2 separate regions of the Rattus norvegicus genome follow, and region 2 is linked to region 1. Evidence: chromatin contacts called from public Hi-C data. All regions are on one chromosome and are shown on one strand. Each heading gives the region's core, a stretch centred on a gene start, on an enhancer-like site or on the middle of the called end of the contact. The rest is flanking DNA. Distances are from core to core; before and after follow the strand shown. Region 1 holds the start of Trpm7 (transient receptor potential cation channel, subfamily M, member 7). Region 2 holds the start of Ap4e1 (adaptor related protein complex 4 subunit epsilon 1).

Evidence for each region. Hi-C and Micro-C count contacts between places; a contact is called where the count stands out from the background.
Region 2: a Hi-C map of frontal cortex shows a contact between it and region 1, with 2.1 times the contacts expected there. The contact joins the promoter of Ap4e1 here to the promoter of Trpm7 in region 1. A contact is called at or near these places in 1 of 12 Hi-C or Micro-C datasets (frontal cortex) and 1 of 1 datasets of contacts at active chromatin or transcription factors (oligodendrocytes).

What each region holds. Positions count from the first base shown.
Region 1 is chr3:134,586,393-134,589,526 of GRCr8, reverse strand. Trpm7 (transient receptor potential cation channel, subfamily M, member 7) reads left to right here and starts at 1,414. Exons shown (of 39, transcript NM_053705.2): 1 at 1,414-1,667. The coding sequence starts at 1,665.
Region 2 is chr3:134,724,915-134,728,048 of GRCr8, reverse strand. It overlaps Ap4e1 (adaptor related protein complex 4 subunit epsilon 1), which reads right to left and starts at 1,711. Exons shown (of 21, transcript NM_001191742.1): 1 at 1,565-1,711. The coding sequence starts at 1,711.

The DNA of each region.
Region 1 (3,134 bases), core at 165-2,664:
ATTCATAACAGTGGCAAAATTACAGTTATGAAGTAGCAATAAAAAGAATTTTATGGTTGGGGGAGGGTCACCATAATATAAGGAACTGTGTTAAAGCCACACAGTGTTGGTAAGGTTGAGAACCACTGAGTTAGAGCGATGAGATCTGTACACACAGGAAGAGTTTAGCAAGGGTGCCAGAAATCTGGGACTATTGAATATGTTCATTGCCTTGATTGGAGTAGTGATTTCATGTTGAAGTTTATCAAATTGTACACTTAAATGTGTCAATTATTCATCAGTGAAGCTGGTAGGGTTTTTATTGGGGGAGGGGTGTCTAATTGAGACAGTGTCTCACTAGGTATCTCTGGCAGACCTGGAAGTTGGCTTCTAACTCACAGAGATTTGCCTGCCCCTGCCTTCTAGAATTACAGGCGTTTGCCTGCCCCTCCCTTCTAGAATTACAGGCGTTTGCCATCTTGATTTTTTTTTTTTTAGACCAGTAGTGGTACATGCCTGTAATCCCAGCACTCGGAAAGTTAAGGCAGGAAGATTACAGTAAATTTGAGATTAGTCAGAGTAAAAAGAGCAAAGATAGAGGCAGAACGGAGCTTCAGGCAGTGGAGCCTTTACATTTGTAAGAGCGAAAAGATGATGTGTCAAAAGCAGATTTGGTTTTGTGTTTTTAAGACGGTGTTGTCATTCTAACCCTCACTAGTCTCGAATTTACTGCAATCCTCCTGCCTCAGCCTTTTGAGTGCTGGGATTACAGGCATGTGCCAACTACTCCAGGTCAAAACAAAAAACAAAAACAAAACAAAACAAAACAAAAAAACCAAAATCCAAAATCCTTTCAGGATGGCGAAAGCTGGCAATCCCAGAACTGTGGGATTAAAAGCAAATTCCATAGTTCAAGGTCATTTTAGGTCAGGAGCCTGAGCCACAAGGGACTCAAAAAACACTAATTGTCTGACATTCCAGTTCCAGATGATCTAGGGCGGTCTTCCGAGGACACTGCACACATATGTTACACAGACATACATGAGGCAAAACACACATACACATAAAATAAGCCACTTATAATAGCAGCGATAATAACAGACTGCACCCTTGATGGGAAAGGATAACGTGTGGGAAAGCTATCGCTAATAACCAACATAGACCGATGCGATAGCAAAAGAAACAAGACAATCGTGTCTGGCCGCGGGAGTTACTTTTTGGCGAACCCGGGGATCCGGTCATTAAAGCGGAACAAGTTCTCACAGACGGAGGCAGGGGAAGCTGAAGCCAGCAACACCAGGGAAAACCGCAGCTCTGCGCTTCCCGGCCGGCGGCTGGGCGGGGATTAGGGGTAGGCCGCAGTAAACGCGCCCTTCACGTGACACGCCCTCCGCGCGACGCACTCGACGCCCCCGTCACGTGGCTGCCGCGGCCCCGTCTCCGGCGGAGGCGGGCGCGGGCGCGTCCCTGTGGCCAGTCACCCGGCGGAGCTGGTCGCACAATTATGAAAGACTCGACTTCTGCTGCTAGCGCTGGAGCTGAGTTAGTTCTGAGAAGGTTTCCCGGGGCTGTCCTTGTTCGGTGGCCCGTGCCACCGCCTCCGGAGACGCTTTCCGATAGATGGCTGCAGGCCGCGGAGGAGGAGGAGGAGCCGCTGCCCTTCCGGAGTCCGCCCCTTGAGGAGAATGGTACGGAGCCGGGCCTGGCGCGGGCGGGCCTCGCGGGAGCCTGTGCGCCGCTCCGGGGAGCTCTGTGGCCCTCTGGGCGCCTCCGCTCGTAGCGGAGCCGCGGAGTTGACACGGAAAGGGAGGGAGGGCTGAGGTGTTACGGAAAGGAGAAGGGAGCGGGTTCCGAGCTGTGACTTATTGGCTGTGCCGCAGACTCTCTACAGGTACATTTTCTATTATTATTACTTTTTAATAGAACGGGAGTGATTTTGACGGTGTAGACTGCGTTGTGGTTCGGGCTTTTCTTTAGCAAGGGACAGGGAAGGGACAATTCCTGGGAGGCTGAGACTGCGTTGCCAGGTCTGCGTCGAACTACCTCATCTGTTGTCCCAGACAGTTTGAAGCCAATGTGCAGACTGGAGGGAGTCGGTGTGTTGCAGCGTTGGCTAGAGCTTTTGTTGTTAAGGCCAGGAACCGGATTTGGAGATTTCTTACAAAGAAAGCCATTTAGATCTAGGATCTGAGCAGGAAAGGCATTCCTGCTCAGTAGTTTAACTTGATAGGCTTTATGCAAACTGGTGTTCCTTTGCCGAAGTCTGACAGGTTTAGTTTTCTTCTTTTTCTTTATTTTTGAGACAAGGTCTTGCTTGTAACCCTGGCTGGCCTGGAACTCGCTGTGTATACCAGGTTGGCTCTAAACAGAGATCCGCTTACTTCTGCCTCCCAGAATTAAAGACGTGCGCCACCACGTCCGGCTAGGTTTAGAAGTGTCTTTAAAAAGTACATGTGAAAGTAATGCATTTCTCACTTTGGTTTGAGAAGTCATTGAAGACTACTTTTACTTGAGACTGGGTTACATGTAGCCCAGGCTGGCCTCAAATCCAGAGGCCCTCATTGAGTTCCTTATCCTCTTGCCTCCATCTTCTGAGCTCTGGAATTACAGGTGTCTGTCACCTCGCTTTTCCTATTTCTTGAAAGGAAAGTTCAAATCCCTCTACCTCTGCTAAATCATTTCATTTAAATACTTACGGCTTTGATTTAAAGGACTCTACTGGAGGGTGAGTTGAATCCAAGTGCCTTGCAAGTCGTTAAGTACTGACTATTCAGTGGTATATCTAGTTTTTCATTTTAGATGGTAAACAGCATACATTTGTTTAAAATGTTTTCATTAACCCCCCCAACCCCCAAAATAGCTTTAGTTTTGTAAGTAATTCATATATGGCACATAGTTTGAACTTAGTATCGTTTGGACATGCATAAACTTGTTGATTCTGTAAGAAGAACAGTCTCACTTTAAAATTTAAAATTAAGAATCTTAATTTTATTTTTTTACCCTGCTTAATTCCTAACTAATAGTGAGTTGAGTGATTAACATTACACTATGCATTTGAGTTATAGTAAAATCTTAGGAGAGCTTAAAATAGTGTGTGTGTGTGTGTGTGTGTGTGTGTGTGTGTGTGTGTGTGTTTCTTTTCCTCCTCCTTCCTC
Region 2 (3,134 bases), core at 462-2,961, 140 kb before region 1:
GCTGCAGAGACGATGCCACAGGTGAGACTGCTCTTGCAGGGACAGAATTTGGTTCCTGGCACCCACTCTGATAGCTCACAACAGCCTAAAAGTCCATCTCCAAGGAATCAGACACTCTCTTCTGGACTCTGAGGGCATCTGCACTCATGAACACATGTCCCCCACACATACAACAACTTAAAACAAAATAAATCTAAAAACAACGCAAAAAAACTTAGAAGTAATGCCGCATCTGGCTATCTGTGCACTTTCAAACTAAGCCTATATATATATATATAATATATCTGTATATATTATATATATATTCTTTAAATTTTCTTTCAGGAGCAGGGGCAGATGGCTCAATGTGTAAAAGCACTTGCTCCACAAGCCTAAGGGTCAGAAGCTATCATATAAAAAGCCAGGTGTGGTGAGGTGTATCTGTGATTCCCTGCACTGCTATGGTGACACAGGAGGTAGAGACAGAACACCCCAGAAGCTCTCTGGCTGGCTTGCCTGAATACACAGCACAGAAACAAACGTCAAGAGAGATCTGACCTCCAACAAGGTGGAAGGTGAGGACTAAGACCCAAAGCTGTCCTCTGAAGCCTATACATGTGCCACGGGTCCGTGCACCTCACATACCAACACACGCACACATTCATATTCTCTCTCTCTCTCTCTCTCTCTCTCTCTCTCTCTCTCTCTCTCTCCATAGATACATGTACACATAAAATACTTACTTGTCCTCTCATACAAATTAGCAAAAGAAAAGCACGAAGATATATTAAGTACAGGAATGATTTCGGGATGTGCAGCAAGCCCTGTTCAATACAGCTTTGCCACATACCAGCTCACAGTTAGAACACACGCACGTTTTAAACCTTTAAAGGCATCTTGTCTCTCTCCTCCTCTCTGCTGGCACTGGCATTACACTGTAGTTATTTATGTCAAGTCCAAAATGGATGATCAATTCTTTGATAGAAAAGTGATTCGCTATTTTCATTACTTAACATATAGCTGCGCTTGATAAATATTTGCTGAAGAAAGTATGACACGATGTTACGTTTTTAAGACATACGCTCCTTGAGTCAGCACCATACACAATCCGTGGGAAGGTAATAACTTCTATGGTAACTACTAGTTCTCAAAGCGGGTCTTTGCCCAACCCGTTGGACTAGCCTAAACCTCAAGCTCTGCAAAGATTAATAGCTCTGTCAGGGGTGGGAGTCAGGGTTGTCTGTCGGTGTACGTGACGCTTCCAAATAGAAGGAACGAAATTAAAACTCAGTAGGGAAAAGAAACTTCGTAGGAGCCTATAGCTCAGGCTTTAAGTCGCACCGGCTATTTGAAGATTGACAGCTCCGGCAATCTTCAAAGCATCCCATGAAATTTATATCGGCTTAACACTGAGAAAACACACGGAGGGTCTTCGGGCCTCCAAATCAGAAAGCCAGCCTCCCTGAGGTCGGTGCAGGCAGCAAACCCAAGCTCGGGGCGAACCCCCGACTGCGTCCATCCAGCCGACCGATGTCTCCGGCCCCACCGCCCCACCCCATCTCGCCCTGCCAACCCCGCCACGTACGTGCTTGGATGAGAGCGCAGTGACGCCACGGATGAGGCCGCCCAGCCTGGAGAAGAAGGGTGCTCTGGAGGCCGCAGGCCCTCCCAGCTGGTTCTGCAAGAAGAGCCCCGGCAGTGCGGTCAGCGTCCTCTCCACCATGTCGCTCATCGCTGCCTCTCTTCGAAGCTACTTCATGCCCAGCCTCCCGGCCTCCGTAGTCACTTCCGGCGTTTTGAATAAGAAATCTTTATTCGCGCCGAGATAGTACGAGCAGGATGAAGTTCCAGAAGAGACCGCCGGGGGGAGAACGAGTCTAGGAGAACGCAGTTCTCAGAAGACAGGAAGATCTATTAGCGGTGAAAAGTGTATGCACGAGTATTCTTTTATTTTCTGGAATCTTCCAAGTAGAAGATTGGGGAAGTCGTGCCATTCCCCCGTCTCAGTCTCCAAGTACTGAGATTACATACCTGACCCACCATCGTCTTTACAGTGTTCTTAACATCTGTACGAACTCTTATCTCTGAAACGTTGTAATAAGTGAATTGTTTTCTTAAATCTTGAAAATGTTCTTGTATCTATACCTCAACAAAAGAAAAAGTTTGCCTGACAGAGTAGTTATGCAAAGATGTTTTAATTTGTTGAAAAAATTATCAATATTTAAATTATTTAAAACAGATTTTCTTTAGAACTTAATATTTTATGCCTCGGCAAAATTTTGTTTACTTTTTTTTTTTTAACTTTAGCCTCTTTTATTAGCTTCAATTAGAAAACTTACTTTCCAGTCGTGCATAGTGGTTGTTGTCTGTAACCCCAGCACTTGAGGATGGAAGGAGGAACAAGAAAATTCAAAGGCATCTCCTGTGCCATATCAAGTTTAAAGCAAGCCTGGGTTATATGAAACCCTGTCTTAACTTTCCCCATTCCCCAGGTTTTTCTCTTCCACCTAAAACTTGCTGGAAAAGCTGATACTTTTCTGACTCGGGGGAAAGGAACGTAGCGACGCTGCCAAAAAGTAGAGTGAAGCTTTCTTTCTCCTGGCCTGGGTGATGCTCATTAGTCCCCTTAGTACATCTTATCCAATAGAACACTTTCAGACTGTAGTGTGGTGCCAGTAAAACGGGGTCATTGTTTGGACCACAGTTTAAAGGAAGAAAAATTACACATTGAAACAGAGACATGGGGGTTGGGGATTTAGCTCAGTGGTAGAGCGCTTGCCTAGCAAGCGCAAGGCCCTGGGTTCGGTCCCCAGCTCCGGAAAAAAAAAAAAAAAGAAAGAAAGAAACAGAGACATGATAAGCTTTATAAAAAGCAAAACTCCGTTGCCACCACTTCTCAGACAGCACTAAAACTTTCTACTCAGCTTTAATTAGCGCGCTGAATTGGCTAGCAAATGATGGAACCACTTCAAAGGTTCAAAACCATGACACCTGCCTGGACGACAAGGCCACCGTACAGCTTCAGAAACGATAGGAGGTAGTCCGTGACCGGCGAGACTAGCCAATAGGAAAGGTACTGCAAAAGTAGGCTAGACAACTTAAATGAATTCAGTTCAGAACTGTAAGTGGCGGTGCACACATTAATACCAGAACTC